3 separate regions of the Mus musculus genome follow, and all the other regions are linked to region 3. A link is a contact called in public Hi-C and HiChIP or PLAC-seq data. All regions are on one chromosome and are shown on one strand. The core of a region is the stretch at or near the end of the contact, and the rest is flanking DNA. Distances in the headings are between cores, read along the strand shown. Region 1 overlaps Gm33377 (a long non-coding RNA gene). Region 2 overlaps Eea1 (early endosome antigen 1). Region 3 overlaps Ube2n (ubiquitin-conjugating enzyme E2N).

What was found. Hi-C and Micro-C count contacts between places; a contact is called where the count stands out from the background. HiChIP or PLAC-seq counts read pairs in DNA pulled down with a chosen protein or histone mark.
Region 1: an H3K27ac HiChIP or PLAC-seq map of microglia shows a contact between it and region 3, with 10 times the contacts expected there. The contact joins two enhancer-like sites. A contact is called at or near these places in 4 of 39 promoter capture datasets (embryonic stem cells and neural stem cells), 2 of 15 datasets of contacts at CTCF or cohesin (both in the NIH/3T3 cell line), 45 of 484 Hi-C or Micro-C datasets (the AtT-20 cell line, the C2C12 cell line, DN2 thymocytes and 29 more), 26 of 115 datasets of contacts at active chromatin or transcription factors (bone marrow-derived macrophages, craniofacial prominence, effector CD8 T cells and 14 more) and 4 of 9 other capture datasets (adipose tissue, bone marrow-derived macrophages, liver and 1 more).
Region 2: a Hi-C map of bone marrow-derived macrophages shows a contact between it and region 3, with 15 read pairs. The contact joins two enhancer-like sites. A contact is called at or near these places in 1 of 15 datasets of contacts at CTCF or cohesin (the NIH/3T3 cell line), 18 of 484 Hi-C or Micro-C datasets (3T3-L1-derived adipocytes, B cells, the C2C12 cell line and 12 more), 2 of 115 datasets of contacts at active chromatin or transcription factors (the NIH/3T3 cell line and embryonic fibroblasts) and 1 of 9 other capture datasets (liver).

Annotation. Positions count from the first base shown.
Region 1 is chr10:95,878,798-95,881,842 of GRCm38.p6, forward strand. The region is part of intron 3 of Gm33377 (a long non-coding RNA gene); the gene reads left to right. Among named protein-coding and RNA genes, the nearest start is that of Gm24433, 18 kb to the right of the region's middle. Within about 2 kb of position 1,529, at least 88 of the 459 cell types and tissues checked have an H3K27ac peak or open chromatin away from gene starts, as enhancers often do. A contact at or near this core is called in bone marrow-derived macrophages and microglia, where this site is marked.
Region 2 is chr10:96,014,654-96,017,353 of GRCm38.p6, forward strand. All of the region lies in intron 13 of Eea1 (early endosome antigen 1), which reads left to right. Among named protein-coding and RNA genes, the nearest start is that of Eea1, 75 kb to the left of the region's middle. Within about 2 kb of position 1,323, at least 85 of the 459 cell types and tissues checked have an H3K27ac peak or open chromatin away from gene starts, as enhancers often do. A contact at or near this core is called in bone marrow-derived macrophages, where this site is marked.
Region 3 is chr10:95,529,623-95,532,347 of GRCm38.p6, forward strand. All of the region lies in intron 1 of Ube2n (ubiquitin-conjugating enzyme E2N), which reads left to right. Among named protein-coding and RNA genes, the nearest start is that of Ube2n, 16 kb to the left of the region's middle. Within about 2 kb of position 1,274, at least 24 of the 459 cell types and tissues checked have an H3K27ac peak or open chromatin away from gene starts, as enhancers often do. A contact at or near this core is called in bone marrow-derived macrophages and microglia, where this site is marked.

The DNA.
Region 1 (3,045 bases), core at 279-2,778, 350 kb after region 3:
CAGCCTAGAACTGACTCTGCTCTGAAGGGCTCTGTGGACGACCAGAATGTTCCTTCCTAAAATATGAAGGATTGTTGCACTGAAGATGCTAAAGAAAGATGCCAGACAGAAAGATGCTGTCTCACCTCCCTCTGTCCAAAAGCAAGACACAGAATTTTAGAAATAAAATCTGCCGTGCCTCCTATCCCTCCAGCATATATGCATTACCAAAGAGAACAAAGCTTAATGACCGGAGACACTGTGAAGTACCGTGTGCTAGCTCATGTCTGCAATCCCAGCATCTGCCAAATCTTCTCCAGAATACACATGGGGCCAGCCTGAGCTGCACGGGACCCTGTCTCAAAAACAAATGAACAGAATGAAGAAGAAGAAAAATACAGTTTGGAGAGGAATATGACCTTTATCTGACAGTTGTTTGCTTTCCCCTGTAACTTCTCATAGACACACAAAATCCTTTTCCTCTGAATCATTAAGTCTATTACAATGCACTTGTTTGTTGTTAAGGATGCTGAATAAACTGGAATTCAAAGTCATCTCTCTGAAAACAACTCATTCCATAGGTGTCCTCCGTGTATACATGAAGCAGACATGCAGGCAACACGCCTATAGCTCCAGAAACCGAGACAGGAGGATGGGTGTGGGTTCAAGGCTAGCCTGGGTTACCCAGTGAGAGTTGGTTCCAGACTAGCCAGTACTACATAGTCAGACCGTATCCCTGAAAGAAAAGAACAATAATCAATAGCTTCGGTCTGATCTCTTATTCTCTGAACTCTAAAAACACAAATCACAACAGCAGTGGTTTGAATATGCGCCTAGTTTTCATGTGTCAGAAACGTAGTGGTTTGAATGAGAATGGCCCACAGAGACTCATATATTTGAATGTTTAGTCCCCAGTTGGTGGAACTGTTTAGGAAGGATGGGTAGATGTAGCCTTATTGAAAGAAGTGTGTCACTGTGGTTGGGCTTGGGGTTTCAAACACCTACTGACATTCCCAATGCATTCTCTGCCTCCTACTTGTGGATTGAGAGACGTGAGCTTCAGCTGCCGCTCCAGCCACTTGCTGCCGTGCCTTTGCTTGTCCATCATAACTCTAACCCTCTAATTAAACTCTTTTTTTAATTTTTTTAAAAAATAAATTGCCAAGATAAATAAATAAATTAGCTAGCCTTGGCCTTGGTGTTTTGTCATAGCAACAGAAAAGTAACTAAGACAGTCGATGTACTTGGACATTTGATTCCCTGTAGTTATTGCTTGGGAGGAACCTTAAGGAGGTAGAGTGTTGCTAGAGGAAGTAGATCACTGGGGGCAAGCTTTGAGGTTTTCTAACCTGACGCCACTTCCTGTTCTTTCTGTTTCCTGAAATGTGATCTCTCTGGCTTTCTGATTTCTGGTTCCTGCGGTTCCTACTCCGGTGCCAGCCCCACCAAGGCGGCTTTCTGATTTCTGGTTCCTGCGGTTCCTACTCCGGTGCCAGCCCCACCAAGGCGGCTTGTACCCACTTAAGCAAAACCTTCCCTCCTCTAAGCTCAGGAACAGAAAGAAACCGATACAGTGCGTGGTGCAGCGGTGTGGAGCAGTGGGGATAACACACCCACTAACTGAGATCAGAAGATAGCGCAACTTACTCAAGGCTGAGGTAAATCAGCAGCTAACAGTGGCGAGGAGGATACAAAGCAAGGATAAAGATTCCTCAGTGTAGAGGGTCAAATTCCCCTGGACTGAACTGAAAGTAATCCTCCTGCCCCACCCCTCTGACTGCTGTGATTACTGGAGTGTGCGTCTGCACCCAGTTACTTTTTTTTTTTTTTTTTTTTTTTTAAGTTCCTGATACTTGGCATGCCTAAAGAGATCCACCCAACAGAACTGAACTAGACAAATCCAGACAAAGTAAGGGTAGTCTCACAGTTTAGCTCGCAGTTTTTAACTAATGACTCTGGACTTGTCCCTCTAACCTGCATCATTTCCTGAACCTCGATTTCATTTCCTGTGACCTGCTAGGCACCTTTAGTCAAATGTCCTACTGATACTCAAAACTCAGTACTGCTGCTTGGAAACACATCTGCCAGCGTTTCACCAGAAAGGCAAGGCAAGAAAGAGCACATACCTGCAGTCCTGGGCTGGGGAGACAGAGGTCTGAAAAATCACGGGCTTGAGACCAGCCTGGGCTCTATCAAGACGGTCATATGTATATGTAAATCTAGATGTATATGTATATCGTATATGTGTATCCTATATATATATATATATACTTGATCTCACGTCTAACCTTTACTAAACAGACTATATAAAAGCCTCTGTTTCCATGGTTATAAAATGTTGAGTGCTGTACATAACAGAAATACTGGAAGCTGGGCATGGTGGCGCATGCCTTTAATCTGAGCACTTGGGAGGCAGAGGCAGGTGGATTTCTGAGTTCGAGGCCAGCCTGGTCTACAGAATGAGTTCCAGGACAGCCAGGGCTACACAGAGAAACCCTGTCTCGAAAAAACAAACAAAGTACTAGGAAAATACTAGGAAAAGTAAGAAATGCAGTAGTATTGAATGCACAGCGTAGTATCCTTTTTTTTACAGTCCTTGCTTCGTGTTATTACCAAAAATGTAACATTTTTTTCTCATACCTTCCTTTTTCCTCCTCCCTTTTCCTTCCTTTCTTTCTGTCTGTCTTTTGCAATAGTATCATGAGGTCCAGGCTAGCCTCGACCTCCCTATATAGTTGAGGATGACCCTGAATTTCTGATTCCTTCCGCACCTCCTCCATGCTGGGATTTGAGCTGGACACCATGGCCCTCGGCAGCTCTTCTTTCTTGATCCTCAAATTCAACCAGTTGCTCAGTTGTGAGGGTCAAGACCCCACGCCCCCACCCACCCACCCCTGCATGCAGCATCCCCTGCCCTCAACTGCTTCTCCCTCTTGGTCCTGCCACAAAACAGAGGACAGTGGCTGATTATGACCTCCAGGTGCAAATACCTTGACTGCCACAAAGATAGTCTGTTCCCTGTCTCTCTCAGTTCCTCTCTCTTCCATTCCTGAGTTCTGAGAGCTC
Region 2 (2,700 bases), core at 73-2,572, 490 kb after region 3:
TCAGGGTGGGAGGCATGCAAGTGCTGTGTGAGGCTTACTGTGCATGCCAGGGTTGCTTGGTGTCTTAGTTTGGAATTCTAATGCGGCAACAAAACTTCATGACCAGAAAACACGTTGGGGAGGAAAGGGAAGGATGGCTAAGGATTTTTGCCTGGGCACCAGTTGAAATTGCTAGAATAAAAGCACAGATCTCCGTAGAGTGTCTGAGTTCCACTCGTCAGTAAGCACACAGAATCATCATCTCAGTGGGTTTTGTTGACATGACGTCCTCACTCTAACATTCTCAGTAACTACTTGAAGCTTCAGCATTCTTCCCAGCTCTGAATCCCTGCCTGGCTGATCCTGGCCTATTATTACCTACAATTACATCCTGATATGTGAGATTTTTTTCTTAAGTGATCTACCTTGACTTTCTATTCTTTTTCCTATTGCACCGTGTCTGCCTGTGCCCATATTTGCCTCCTCTGTCTGAATGTGACCCTTGACACTTCCTTCTGTCTTTCGAGCTTCAGTGGATAAGCCCACATATACTGCCCACTGTGGAGGTACCATAGTGTCTTATCATCTGATTCCTTTAGTCACTTATCTTCCAGCATTTTTTAATAAGTGTCATGAACAAGAAACCTATTCCTACATATCTCTTTATTTCTCAAAAATTCTTCCTAAACCAAATTTTCCTCTAGTTTCTACCCGCTTTTCATATAATTTACATTTAAGTTGTAAAAATAGTTTATATTTCTTTTCCTAGCTCAAGAAAACTGAGATACTTGTTAGATTTGCAACATGGAGGTTTTGGGCCTTGGTAAGAACAATTTGGCAGAGATGAACACCTGATAGGATTTCAAGGCGATGGGGGTTAAGCTGGATTGTATAACTGTAGGTTACCCTGGGATTTTACTGTTAAGAGTAGGAAAGAAATGAAAATGAAAACTTTGGTAGAGGTCAACAGCTAAGAGGGTTTTCTTACCTGGTGTCTCAGAGTTAACTGTAGGTGGAGACACAGCTGGAAATAAAACCACTGAGATGATTATTCTGTGTGGTTACTGGCGAGTGGAACTCAGACACTCTATGGAAATCTGTGCCTTTATTCTAGCACTTTTCAGAAGTATGGGAGGAAAGGGACAGATTGCAGTACTGATCTGGAGTTGGTATTTTGTGGGGTGGTTGTCTGGGGTATTTTGAGGTGACAGGAAATGAACTACAAGAAAAGTTTGAGGTTTAGAAAGAAAAGCTAGGCTAACATGAATCAGCTGGAAGGAGACTGAAGTGATAGGCATTGAAGATGAGGTCATGCAATCAGCAGATAGGAAGTTGTGGTCACTGAGTAAGACAGTCATACTTTTTAGTTTTCCTGATTTCAGACTATTGCAAAATCCTTGTGTGATTGCAGTATAGAATGAGTTCTGGTGAGGAATTAAGTTAATATGAATGTTGAGAGTGCACTGTTAATTCTGTCTGTGTTTTATATTTTGTGGGAAGTTTGCAGAAATTGAGAATAAGACAAAGACTAAATCATCAAGTCTTACTTCTTGAGTGACTTCAGGGATTTACAGGTAGCAATAAACTGTCAAGGGTGGCAATGCTGCAGACAGCCCTGGGCTAATCATAGATGATGGTAACTCCGTTCTCCTGGGAGGGGCTGTGAACAAGGAAGGAGTCAGCACTCAGGTGATTTCCTGTAAACCTGCTTCCCACCTTAATTTGTAAATAAAGGCTAGAGCCAGTGATTGGGTGGAGAGAGAGGGGAAGGTGGAGCTGAAGGTTTTGGGAGGAAAGGAAAGAAAGTGGGGATGACAGAGGAGGAGGAGGAAGGAAAGTGGAGCAGAAGCACCTGGACTGGAGAAAGCACAAGTTCTAAGGGGTCTCTTATATGGGGAAAATAGTAGTGAAGTGGTAGATCTGCCCAATCTAGGTGCAAAGCCTGTGTTCAGATTAATCGAGTTGTGTTTTCATTGCTTGGGCTTATTTGGGTTGGAGATTTACCACACTTCCAAACCAGCACAGGCTTATCTACGAGGAGGATGGCAGTGACAAAAGCAGGGGTAGGCGGCCTCCTCTGCTTGCCTACAGGACTAGTCTGATGGCCGGTTAGAGAGGGAGATGGGTAAACAGGATCCGGGAAGGGAAAACCTGATTTCAATGGAGAATGAAAACCGTGACTTCTGCAGAAAGCTTTGCCCTGGGGAACTTGGATGCCAGAAGAGTAGTCAAAGGTGGTGAGAGGAGTTCTTGGTGGCCGGAGCAAAAGCTGAGAGCAAGTAGGTGGTGTCATTCTTCATAACTGAAGCTTAGAGAAATGAGAAGCCCACTTGACAGTGATCAACTTTTAAATCATTCAAGATGCTGGTGCCTACTTGCCGCTAACACTGCATGGCCTACCTGTAAAGCTGGGGCTGTATTCTGGGTAGAAAGTAGATGTTGCAGATGTCATCTATTGCAGGATATTGAGGAAGAAGAGGGCTTTGCTGATTTAGAGGAGTCCTACTGGGCATAGAAGTAAGCTTGCATAAGTATATATGTGTGAGAGTGCAGTGATGTGGGGGTGGGCCGGGGGAGGGCCAGTGTAAGACAGGGTCTCTGTGTAGCCCTGGCTGTCCTGGTACTCACTCTGTAGACCTGGCTGGAACTCAGAGATCTACCTGCTTCTGTGTCCTAAGTGCTAGGATCAAAGGTGTTTGCCACACTACACCCAGCTGCACT
Region 3 (2,725 bases), core at 24-2,523:
TTTGCAGTGCAATTTGTGAACAGTGATGCAACCAGATTGAGGAATGAAGCCAACAATGCAGCTGCCGGTAACAACTGTGTACCTTACACAGTTTTAGGGCTGCTTTTTGTTTTTTTTTTTTTTGTTTGTTTGTTTGGTTTGGTTTGGTTTTTGTTTGTTTGGTTTTTGGTTTTGGTTGTTTGAGACAGGGTTTCTCTATATAACAGCCCTGGCTGTCTTGGAGGAACTTGCTACAACCTAAAGGCATTCGCCATCATGCCCAACTTCGTTTTAGGGCTTTTGTCTGTATAAGATAACATTCTTGAATGTGACTTGGGATTTTGATTGCTAGGAGTATAACTAATTTCATGTATATTAATTTCATATTTTATGAACAAGTTAAAACCAAAAGCTTAGAAATTGGGTATGGTGATACATGCCTGTAATTCACTACTGAAGCAGGGTCAAGATTTAGAGGTCAGCCTGGGCAAAACAGCTATGCCTTTCCTCAAAAACAAAACCACAAACACCAAAACTAGATTTCATTGGTAACAAATTTCTTCCTTGTTTAGAGAATGTACTGGGACACAATCTATATCTATATCTATGATTATCCCCTAGGGCAAAAGACTATGGAACAGTACTTACAATTACAAGTCTCAGAGATACTCAAAGGGGAAATTTCTAGTAACAGTAAGATTTAATTTATTTTAATAAAGTGCCTGTAAGTTTAGTGCCAGAGTTTTTGGTGTTCAGGGCAGGCCTCAGTTTTAAGCATATCATACAATTTTTTTTCCTTTGTAAGGTAAAACTCTCCAGGCTGTAGTATGAATTTAATACTATCTTAAAATGATTTTAAACTATGTAGAAAGCCGTTGATAGACATTATAATTGCCTTATTTTTTTCTTCCCCACTTAGTTCCTCCCACAGGAATCCACTCCATTCTCAGTCTGTTAATTTCCTGTCCTGCCCTGGGTTTCTATTGCTGTGCTGAGCATCACAACCAAAAGTAACTGGAGGAGGAAAGGGCTTAGGGCTTGTCTTACATGTTACAGTCCATCAGGGAGGCCAAGGCAGGAACTGAAGCAGAGACCTCGGAGGGACATATCTTCCTGGGTTTTTCCCATTACTTGCTCTGCTTACTTTCTCATACAACCCAGGACCACCTGCCTGGGGTGGTATTTAATCCCTCCCCCAAAGTGAGCTGGGCTTTCACACCAGTAATTAATCATGGGCAATCTGATGGAGGCATTTTCTCAATTGAGGTTCCTCTTCTCAGATAATTCATTTGTGTCAAGTTGACAAAAAACTAGCCAGCATGTCCCCTTTTCACTTCTCTAATTTTAGAGACTATATAGTTACCAAGCAACCAAGGCAGCTTTAGGTAATTTGAGCAGGAACAGCATCTATTAGGCATTTCAATCTTCAGGAGAGCCACAGAGGTAGCTAGTAAGAGGTTTAGGATTGGACAGCAGTGATTTCACTGCATCATTGGATTTGGTACACTCTACGATGTGTGTAGTCTTGATGCTCGTGTCCAGTAGAAGCTGCTGCTATTCCACTATTTGTTCCCTTGGTGCTAACTCCTGACATTCTTTCTACAATGGACTCTTCTAATTAAGTTCTGGCACACAGGGTTTTTGTTTTGTTTTTGTTTTTTGTTTGTTTTGTTTTGTTTTAAACAGAGTTTTGCATAGCCTGGGTTAGCTTAAATTTGATGTGTAGCTGAGGATAACTTTGAATTCCTGATCCTTTTGCTTCTGACACCCAAGTATTTGATATAAATGCCTGTATCAAAAATTGAGGAATTAATATTGAGGTGGCAAGGAGAGATCCATAAAAGTTTGTGGGTGGGTGTGTTTATGTGTGTCTAGGGGTGTGTGCTGATTGCCAAATCAAGGGTGTTTACTTGTGAAGCAGCCAAAAGAATAATGGATGGAACAGTGGATATCTACAAGTCTGATTTTGCTATTACTTTACCGTGCAGTCTTACACTGTGGCTATCATTTGGTTACCTCACATTTCCATATTTTTCTACGGCTCCAGCTCCAACATAATAGGAAGAATAAGGAAAGGAAATATGTGTGTGAACAAAGGAAAATATGAATGATTAAGGGAAATTTTTTTAATCAAAATTCAAATTCAGTTTTACTAATGCGTTACATGGGATGTTAAGTTTACCATATAAAACTAACATCTAACAAGCAGCTCCCCTGGTTGTCATTGATGATGAAGCCAGACCCCTTTTTCTTCCCCTATTAAGTTACTATTCTCGGATATAAAATATGCAAGCTAAAAAAACCAAAAAACCTCACCAATGACAGAGCGCGCATGGGTTGGACCTACCCCCCCCCCCCCATTTGTAACAGAAGTGCAGCTTGGTCTTCATGCAGATCCCTCAACAACTGGAACAGGTTTGTCCCTGAGTCAGTTGCCTGTGTGTGGCTCTCGTTCCCCTCACTGGGGAACTTCACTGGAAGCGGATGACTCTAGTCCTGTAGAGACTTAATGTTCTGGGACAAGGGTGGGTGGTCATACCCAGAGAGGGCTCCCCCTTTTCAGAGGAGAAAGGGAGGAGAGGGGGTCTGATATTGAATGTTAAGTGAACAGATAAATAATTTTTAAAAGCCAGCTTGTCAAATTTATTAGTGTTTTAGAAACTTGGCCTAACAAGACTTCCAGTGGAGTGTTAATAATACTAAGTTAGATCCTTTTCTTTTAGTGAGCAGTGAAAATTCCTTTTTG